2 separate regions of the Mus musculus genome follow, and region 1 is linked to region 2. The links are chromatin contacts, called in public HiChIP or PLAC-seq maps. All regions are on one chromosome and are shown on one strand. Each heading gives the region's core, a stretch centred on a gene start, on an enhancer-like site or on the middle of the called end of the contact. The rest is flanking DNA. Distances are from core to core; before and after follow the strand shown. Region 1 holds the start of Ndufa9 (NADH:ubiquinone oxidoreductase subunit A9). Region 2 holds the start of Kcna5 (potassium voltage-gated channel, shaker-related subfamily, member 5).

Region 1 (5,328 bases), core at 2,521-5,020, 310 kb after region 2:
CAAGAGGAAAACAGGAAGAAAAAAATGCTGGGAGCTGGCTTGGCTGGTAGGGGGCCTGCTATGAAAGCAGGAAGACTGAGTGTGAATTCCTGACACTTGCATAAAAAGAGGAAAAAAAAGGAAAAAAAAAGAAAAGAGAAAAGAAAAGGAAGAAAAAGAAAAGAGAAAAGAGGAAAGACAACAGAAAAGAAAAGAAAAGAAAAGAAAAGAAAAGAAAAGAAAAGAAAAGAAAAGAAAAGAAAAGGGGAGGAAGGAAAAAGAAAAGGAAAAGCCACCCAAGCACAATGGCTGCCATGCCTTTATAACCCCAGTAACTCACTATCTCCTATAGAGAGGCTGAGAGAAGTGGATTCCTAAAGCTTGCTGCCAAGACAACATAGCCAACTCAGTGACTTCCAAGTTCAGTGAGAGATTCTGTCTCAAATCGATAAGTAATAGATAGATACACAGACAGACAGATAGGGTGGAGAGTGATTAAGGAAGAAAGCAGATATTGACCCCTGACCTTCATGTGCACACATATTCACATGTGCCCAAACACAAATATGTACACATGCCAGGGGCCTTCCCCAGCATAGGGGGTCATGGCTGGCAGGGCTGCCTGCAGAAGAAAGAAGGATGGGCAAGGGGTGTGTGTGTGTGTGCGCGCACGCGCGCACGCACTCGGGTGCGGGCTCAAAGCTGGCTGGCTGACTGACTGACTGACTGACTGACTGACTTGCAATCAAGCCGTTCCTGCTGCTCTGACTGACTACCAACCGGGTGCTTCTTTATTTATACAAGTCTCACAGAACAAAGGCGGACTAGTGATTATCTAAGTGGTACAGAATATGTTTGACTTTTCATTACATGTCCAGGGTTACAGTTTAGTTACAATTAGAAAATACTGGGATGGGATAGGAGGGTTCCGAAGGGGAAATGGGGAAGGGGATAACATTTGAAATGTAAATGCACAAAATATCTAATTTTAAAAAAAGAAAAGAAAAAGAAAATACAAACAGAACATCTTTTATTGTTATCAGCCCCATAACTCTGACTTAACAAATCTAAAGAATGTCCCCACCAGGGCTGGCTAGATGACTCAGTGGTTAAGAGCAGTGACTGCTCTTCCAGAGGTCCTGAGTTCAATTCCCAGTAACCACATGGTGGCTCACAACCACCTGTAAAGGAATCCAATGCCCTCTTCTGGTGTGTCTGAAGGCAGCTACAGTGTACTCATATGGAAGGAAGGAAGGAAGGAAGGAAGGAAGGAAGGAAGGAAGGAAGGAAGGGAGGGAGGGAGGGAGGGAGGGAGGGAGAGAGAGGGAGGGAGAGGGAGAGAGAAAGAGAGAGAAGCAAACATGTTTATTATATGACAGCCTGCTTTTAGGCTAGCAATGTTCGTAGTTTTAAAATATGCCAGACAAACAGAAAATACCTGAAACGATCTTTTTGTGAATAGAAAATACTAATACCTAACGTCTATTAGTATATGTTTTATCATCTATGCTATAAAGTAGGAAAAGTTTATTTTAGTCTATCTTATTTACTTAGTTTTACTCCTCCAGGGCTGTACCCTGTACAAGCCCCTATCTTTAAACTACATTTTCAGAGAACTCTAAGAATATAAGAAGAAGAGAGCTTGAGTCTGTAAACTATTCACCTGGCCCGTCAGTTTATCAACTGTCTCTGTTTGCCCTGCATCAATTACAGTTTGAGTTATCTCAGGGGCAGACACCCCCCAAGCAGGTTCCTGGAGTAATGGCCTCATCTAGCTATGTGCTTATCTGTGCTTAATGATCCCCAGGGCATAAAGAAGACTTCTAAATGGTGGCCAGTCTTTTTGGGATTTTCCTAAAAAGGCTCAGGAAATGACATAAAACGAATCTCAGGAAAATGAAACATGATGGAGAAAGTCCCCAAGGATGCACTATGCAGAGATCAAAACCCAAAAAGCTAGAGATTGAAGGACAGTGATTGTAGCAATCTGCTCAGCTTTGCTGGAACTGTGTCAAACAACAATGCTGGCATCATGAGTCTTGCCATTTCCAGTGGATATGGTTGTGCCATACACATATATACTCTCTTACCCTAAAGAAATATCCATACAGAAAAGAAGAAGATAAACAGAAGGAGTACAGTTTTGATGTCAAAAAACAACAAACAAAAAAACACCGAAAATGGATCTTTAGGGAGGGGCTGGTGAGAATGCAAATGATGCACTAAGAAGCAGGGCACCCTGGGGCAGCCCTGGCCTCATCTAAAACTGTTAAGAGAGTGTCGTTATGTAATCGGGTTACTCCAGAACTCCCTATGTAGCCCTAACTGCCTTTGAACCCACAATGATCCTCCTGCCTCTGTGTCTTAAGCACTGAGGTTACAGGTGTGAGCTACCATGTCTTTCTGTCTTATAAAATCCTACTCTAAAGCTCCTTTGATGTTCATTTACAGTAAATAAAAAAGACTGGGGTACAGGAACAGCTGACTCCCTAATTAGCAGCTGTTGGACTATCTCTTGCTATTCTGATTATCTGAGCAGAAGACTATCAATCAGCCCTAATGGCAGCACCAGAAACCCTGAATATCAATCACATGGATGCCTTGGGGAAACTACATGAACCAAGCAGCCCTGACTCCTGAAAGCCCCTCCTCGGCCAGGTCACCTCAAACAGTTTGTCCCAGATTTTTATGCTGTTACAACCCAATTCTAGATGACCCTGTACTCATTTCTGAGGTTAGAGAACATGCACAGAGGGCCAACTGTGACTGGTACTAAAGAGGATAGGCTGTGATTGCTCCAAATATCCCTTCTCTGCCTATCTAGCGAGTCTCCCGGGAGACCCTCTTCTGTGCTGTTTTTCCCTGTAGTGTGGCAGAGGGCCTAATAAAAAACTTCTTGGGAATGGCCATGTTTTGTCTACTTTCAGTAGTGTGGGCTCAGTTGGGGACATGAAGAAAGAAGCAATGGACATGGCAAAGAAGTGGTGATGGCTTTAGCAATGGCATAAGGACATCTGACCCCAGCTTAGCGTCTGTTGGAATTTCCTGCTCCCACTACCCTAAGAACAAAAGCTCTTCTACGTGGTCTGACATGAAGCGATTTTGAGAATGACTTGACATTCTGTAACGAGTTTTTTAAAAACACACTATGGAAAACTGTAAGTGAAGCGGGCATGTTTGTGGCGTGGAGAGTGGAAGGGCCGTGAACTGTAACGACTGAATGCTTTGCCTCCCTTGATCTGCAGGTGCAAATGCATGGTTTCGATTTGAGGGCTGTGAACACATTCAATCACGACAGAAGAGTAAATAAACAACGCTGACAAATTCTAAGCGGTCCTTCACTTTTCTTTCCACCCAGCTCCCGACTCTCCACAACCATCTCTCGCTGCTGCAGTCCCTACCGCCACAACCTGACATCTGTGGCGCGGATTCTGATTTCCAGTGCGATCACCACCATGAAGTCAATCGATGTCCTGCCGTCCAAGCCCCCTTTCCCCTGGATAAGTACTCTCTTGGACCGCAACCTTCCCCACAATCCACGCACTATCTCGAACCTGTCAGTGTCCGGGTTCTCCTCGTCCCTCCCAGCTCCTCCAGCTCTCCGTCCCCTTGCCGAGTGCAGTTTCACACATGAGCCAAGAGTATGAGGAAGAAAGGTCATGTTCCCGTCGCCGAATGCAACCCCAAGACCCGGTCCCCGGTGACACTTACGTGACATTGGAAGCGCTCTAACAACCCGAAAGCGGACGGCGGCCGCCATCTTCTCCCACAATGCCTCACGGCCGGTGCTTCCGCCAACTACGGCAACAACGCGGGGTCAAATGGTATCTCAAGGACCTCTCTGCGCAAACGCCAACTGGGAACGGAAGTGGCAGGTTGATGGTTGATAAGAGAGCCTGGGAGTAAAAGCAGAGGAGAGAAAAAGAAAAAGAGGAGGAGAAGGCAGGGGAAAATACAGTCCCGGTTTTGGAATGGGTTGTGAAGACCACCTGATATTTCCGGGGAATCTGCATTTCAGAGTTAACCAAGGACTGACTCAAGGGCATGCAAAATGGCCAGCTTTCAAAGACCCTTTTTCTATGGGCTAATTACCAAAAAGAGTCAGACAGCTCTGCAGGGGTAAGAAGGAAGGGTGCCCCTGCACTCAAGGAGTTGCACGGAGGAAAAAGGTGTAATAGGGTCTGCGTACAGTGTACAAGTGGGGGAGTTAAATAGAAATGCAGAGGCGCCCCCACCCTAAGCCCCTCGCACGCCAACGCCGCCAGGAACATCCTTTTGCAGGGCGTTAGTGTTCACTGTCCCCTTTCATAGAATGCATACTTAGATGTCTGCACCAATTCAATTCCACTCATAGATGACCTCACCAGGGACTTCTGATCACCTTTTCCAACGCGGTGATCAGTCTCTGTGTCGTGAATTTGATTGGCTGGGGTTTATGTGTTTGTTCGGTCGTGAATTTTGTTTATTGAAGCACACTCATCACTAACTGAATTATGAAACGAGAAGTTCTATTTTTGGAATTTTTGAGACAGGGTCTCCCTTTGAAGTCCTAGTTGGCTTCGAACTTGTGGTACAGCTCTCTGCTTCAGGTAGGAGTCACCACCCTGGGCTGATCCAGAGATTTATAAATGGTTTTGAAACGTGAATCACCTGAAATGTGATATAAAATCGCATGCTATGCTTGACATTCAACATATTTTTCTTATGGAAAAACTGCTGGCTTTACCCAGAGCAGCTTTTTTAAAAACTGGGCCTCTTTGAAAATCTGTGTTGTTCTGCAAAGATTTACCTGGAGCCTCGGGATGTTCTGAGAAAATAGAACCACTTGCATTTAAAAATCTTTTTTCAGGCTCTGGTGGTCCCTGCCTATAATCCCAGCTCTTGGAAGGCAGGGACAGGAGGATAGGGAGATCCAGGCCAGCCTAGGTGACCTTGTCTCAAATTTTAAAAAATTAAAAAACTTGATTCCAGTCATCCTCTAGCTATACCTGAGTAAAAGACATGGGCTTGCAAACTGAAGTTCCCAGAAAGAAGCTGCAAGTTCTGAACTTTCTAGAAAGGCTGATTAATTGATTAAAACTGTAATAATAATAATAGAGAAAGGAGTGTTGCAGATCCAAGATTACCCTGGGCTATCCTTAGCCCTCTAAATAGCCATTTATTATCCACCTTTGTGTGTGCCCTATCGTCTTTGTGACCATCACCTGAAAACATTTTAATATATTTATTCACTTTACATCCCAATGTCAGTCCCCTCCCCTTTCTCCTCCCAGTTCCCCCTCACGAAGATCCTACCCCCATTCTCCCCTTCTCCTTTGAGAAGGGGGTGTTCCCCTCTGAGTATCACCC
Region 2 (4,750 bases), core at 1,602-4,101:
TAGAACATTCTCTACCTTAGACACAAAGCACCAATAGTACATCCCAGAATAATGGGAGGCTTGGGAACACAAACTTGAACAACTTCTTTAGTGTCTCTGCCCCTGGGTTGTCCCAGGAAATGATGACCCCCCCCAAGACTTCATAATTCAAAGTACATCTTAAGAACACACCCAAATATTCTTCATGTGCACTGCTGTACAAAATGCACTCGTCAGCCATAAGAATAATATTTGCCATATACAAATATAATCACGTGTAAAGTAAATTTGGAACACAGGAATAGAGAGGGCTATGGACTCTCTTGGGATCTGAGCTATTTAAAGTCAATTTTGTTTGAGTTATCCCTCTGCTGGGTATAGAAAACTGGCTATGAATACATCCATCTTACAGTGAATGCTCACCACTTCAACGGCTCCTGCGTCATGGAATGCGATACTTTTTAAAAATAGGTGACCCTTGGTGTTATGGAAAGGGGGGGGGATGGGGAAGTTAGAGGGCAGGAGGGTGGGAAGGGTAAACGGGGAAAGACAGGATCCGGACTTTGATGGGTGACCAGGTGGGCTTAAATACTCTATGGTGTAAAGCAGATAAGCAAGCTCAAGAGGAACCGGTTCCCAGCTCTGCTGTTGCAAGTCTGCCTTGATCTCTCTTTACAAATCTGTTTCCCGGCTAGTGTCCAGACAGAGGGCATACAGAGACCTTCGCAGGTCCACGTTGCTCTTGGCCTTTAGGTGACACTTTTCTAGAGGACAGCTACCCCTTCTGATACTGTCAGTACTCTCCAGGGGTCCCCCAGTCTTGCAGAAGGAGGCCTTGCTGCAGCTGACCTTCCGTTGACCTCCTGTGTCCAGCCCAGACTCCCGCCTCTGGATGCCTTGCTCTTCCTTCAGGGCAGCCTGCTCCTCGTGGTCTGTCTCCCGATGATAGAAGTAATTAAAATTGGAGACGATGACGGGCACAGGCAGAGCAATGGTGAGGACCCCAGCTATGGCGCACAGTGAGCCCACAATCTTGCCCCCTACAGTGATGGGCCTCATGTCCCCGTAGCCTACAGTGGTCATAGTGACTACTGCCCACCAGAATGCATCCGGGATACTGGAGAAGTGCGACCCCTGATTGTCTGCCTCTGCGAAGTAGACAGCGCTGGAGAAGAGGATGACTCCGATGAAGAGGAAGAAGATGAGCAGCCCGAGCTCCCGCATGGACGCCTGTAAGGTCTTACCCAGGATCTGCAGTCCCTTGGAGTGGCGGGAGAGCTTGAAGATTCGGAACACCCGGACCAGGCGGATCACCCTGAGGATGGCTAGGGACATGGCCTGCTGCCCATTCTGACCACCACCCCCTGGTTGTTGCTCTGCCAGCTCGGTGCCCAGGGTGATAAAGTAGGGGAAGATGGCCACAATATCAATGATGTTCATAATATTCCGAGAGAATTCTGCCTTGCTGGGGCAAGCAAAGAAACGCACAAGCAGCTCAAAAGTGAACCAGATCACACATGTGGTCTCCACGATGAAGAATGGGTCAGCCAGTGTCCTAGGCAGGAGCGGAGCCACTGTGGGGCCAGAGGAAAGGACACCAGAGCCACTGCCATTTGCCCCTGGGGCAGGGGCTGGGGGCTGCGGCGGCACTGGGGGGTGGCGTAACAGCTCCCGTTCATCCCTGAACTCAGGCAGAGTCTCCAAGCAGAAGGTGATGATAGAGATGAGAATGACCAAGACCGACACGATGGCAATGGCTCTTGCTGACCCAGAGCTTTCTGGGTATTCGAAGATAAGCCACACCTGGCGCTGGAACTCATTGCGGGGCAGGGGCTTCTCCTCTTCCTTGATGAAGCCTTCATCCTCCCGGAAGCGCTCCATGGCCTCGTCCCCCAGCTGGTAAAAGCGGATCTCATCTGCAAACACATCCAGGGAGACATTGACCGGCCTGCGCAGGCGGCCCCCAGACTGGTAGTAGTACAAAATGCCATCGAAGCTAGGCCGGTTGCGGTCGAAGAAGTACTCATTTCTCAAGGGATCGAAGTAGCGCAGGCGTTTGACTGGGTCCCCCAGGAGGGTGTTGGGAAACTGCGCCAGGGTGCCCAGCTGCGTCTCAAAGCGCAAACCCGAGATGTTTATGAGGACCCGCTGGTGATGGAGTGATCCTGAGTCCTGAGGAGCCTGGTCCTCCTCCACTGTGCCCAGGCCAGGGTCGCCTTCTCCCTCCTCATCCTCAGCAGATGGCCTTCTAGGCTGTGGCAGCTCCTGAGGCATAGGGGGCAAAGGCCTCCCACCCTGGCCCGCATCCTCGTGTGTGGCGCGCCTCCTCGGTGATGTTTCTTTGGACTGATTATTGAGTCCAGCCGTCGGAGGGCACCCACACTCTCCCCTGGGGCTCTGCACACAGCTTGCCCCTGCCTCCCCTCCTCCTCTGAGGGTCATGGCACTGCCGTTCTCCATGGGCACCAGGGAGATCTCCATGGCCCGGGGGCAAGGGGCATGCTGCGCCCCCAGACAACCGGTTCCCACACCCCAACTCACGCTCCGCGCCTCGCGGTTTCCTCTTCAGCCGAGGGCCCCCGCTGGCTCTAGGCTGGCTGGGGTAGCTGGCTGGATCCCCTTGGCTGGTCCTGACGTCAAGAAGCTGCTGCCCCTGCTCCCTGCCTCTCTCTCTCCCTCTCAGTGTTCTGGCAGCTGGTTACCAGGCAGCAGAAAAACCTCCTTCCAGCAGATGCAACCTCCAGCAGCCCCTCTCTGGCTGAGCTCCCCGGCCTCCGCCCTCTGTGGCTCCCTCCTCTCCTCCTCCCCCTCCTGTTTCTCCTCTGGGGACGGAGTCAGAGAGTGTCTCTCTGGAGGGTTCAGCTGGGGCCCCAGCAGCAAGGACAGGAAGGGGAGGAGGAAAAGAGCCTGAGGAGCGAGGAACAGGTTGTACCAGGAGCGCTGAAAACTCCCAGGGCAACAGGATGAGAATAGCTTCAGGATCTCAGATCACCTGGGAATGCACAGAAAGCGGAAAGGGGACTCCAGGGGGTGGGAACTGCTTTAGATGCAAGGGGAAGGCTTGTAGCTGAGTTCCAGTGAGTGGAGAAGAGAGTGCTCTGGGTGTTTTTCTTTTAGAGCAGTGCTTCTCAACCTTGCTAATGCTGCTGCAACCTTTAACACTGTTCCTCATGTTGTGGTGAACCCCACAACGGTAAATTTATTTTTGTTGCTACTTCATAACTGTGATTTTACTATTGTTATCATAACATAAATGGAATTTGTTACTGAAGTGTAATGTAAATATTATTGGAAATAGAGGTTTGCCAAAAGGATTGTGAACCACAGGTTGCAAAACCAATGCTTTATAGATTAACAGCCTCTCTCTTTGGGAAAAATGACACTGCAGGGGAGCAGCGAGCTGTGTGTGTGTGTGTGTGTGTGTGTGTGTGTGTGTGTGTGTGTGTGTACTCTGGAACTCTTCCAGTCTATCTACAGATCCATTGGAAGGTATGAGACTGAGACCTCACAGCACCCCCTTAAGCCTGCTTTTCATCATCCAGACATTGGTGATTTGATCTGCTAGTATGGAGCCAGGAGGAGTCTCAACTGAGAGAGAAGCTGTCTGGTCTCCTGCCTCTGCATTCTTCGCCATCCCTCCAGCCTCCTCACCTAATCCTCTTTTTGTAAAATGCACAGTGAGAAAAGAGAATAAATCCTGGTGGAGAATAATTGTGCACGGGAAAGCTCTAAGCTAGCGACTGCATAGAAACCTGTGTAAAGAGGAGGCAGAGGGACTTATTTATTGCTAGTATGTCCAGATCATTCTGGACTTGTGTGTTTTTGCATCAGCTTACTTTGTAAGTACTAGGACTACCTTCAACATACAAAGAAACTCAGGCACAGATAGATTGACTACATTGTATATGGAGGCCACAGAACTTGACTACATTGTATATGGAGGCCACAGAACTAGAAAGTATCAACGCTGCAATTCAAACCCAAGTTGCTGGGTTTAGGGAGCTCGCTTCTTTCTCCCCTCCCCACATCTGGCCTGAGGCCCTTCTTCCATTGCAGGAGGCAGAAGAATGAGTAAGATAAAGATTGGGTTCTAGGCTGGGATGCCAGGGTCCCTCTCTACACTCTGCCCTTGTCTTTAGTCTCTGAGGCTGTTGTGGTCTCCAAAAGCCAAGGGGAGGATTTTTCAAGGTCTGTCAGCCAATTCTAGATACAGCTTCCTCCAGATGTTTTTTGTTTTTACATTGCTGGAAAGTTGCTGTAATTCAGAGTGTCTGATTATATTGTCTATTTTCTTTTCCTGCATATTGTTTGAGATTCTACTCCAGGGATGTCACCACCTATTGTCTGTGAATGAGTCTACAAATACAGGTGCTTTGGAAACTTGAGGCAAAGTTTGTTGAAACAGCAAAGGCCACACAAACTTGCGTTGCCTCTGGAAATGCAGAGGATGTGACTTCATTAGTGGATTTGTACAAGAAGGTTGCTGGGAAGTGGGTGTGTGCAGACATTTGGCTGCATGTGACTTCATGTAAATGGTGTTAGCAGAGATGCAAGGATGAGGATTGAGTGTGGATGTGACAGGTGACATGAGGGGGTGTCAGCAGCCAGCGTTACGACATTGCACTCGCCACTCCACAGTGCCATGGTTTATTAATTCTTCATTTACTAAGGAGTTGAGGATCTAACCTAGGACCTGATACATACTAGGCAAGTTTTCCACTACTGCCTAAAACCTGCAGTGAGTTAGGTGGCTCCATGCTGGGATCATGGT

The links. HiChIP or PLAC-seq counts read pairs in DNA pulled down with a chosen protein or histone mark.
Region 1: an H3K4me3 HiChIP or PLAC-seq map of bone marrow-derived macrophages shows a contact between it and region 2, with 4 times the contacts expected there. The contact joins the promoter of Ndufa9 here to the promoter of Kcna5 in region 2. A contact is called at or near these places in 1 of 39 promoter capture datasets (cranial neural crest) and 1 of 115 datasets of contacts at active chromatin or transcription factors (bone marrow-derived macrophages).

Annotation. Positions count from the first base shown.
Region 1 is chr6:126,845,374-126,850,701 of GRCm38.p6, forward strand. Ndufa9 (NADH:ubiquinone oxidoreductase subunit A9) reads right to left here and starts at 3,771. Exons shown (of 11, transcript NM_025358.3): 1 at 3,691-3,771. The coding sequence starts at 3,739.
Region 2 is chr6:126,532,704-126,537,453 of GRCm38.p6, forward strand. Kcna5 (potassium voltage-gated channel, shaker-related subfamily, member 5) reads right to left here and starts at 2,852. Exons shown (of 1, transcript NM_145983.2): 1 at 1-2,852. The coding sequence starts at 2,460. The coding sequence ends at 652.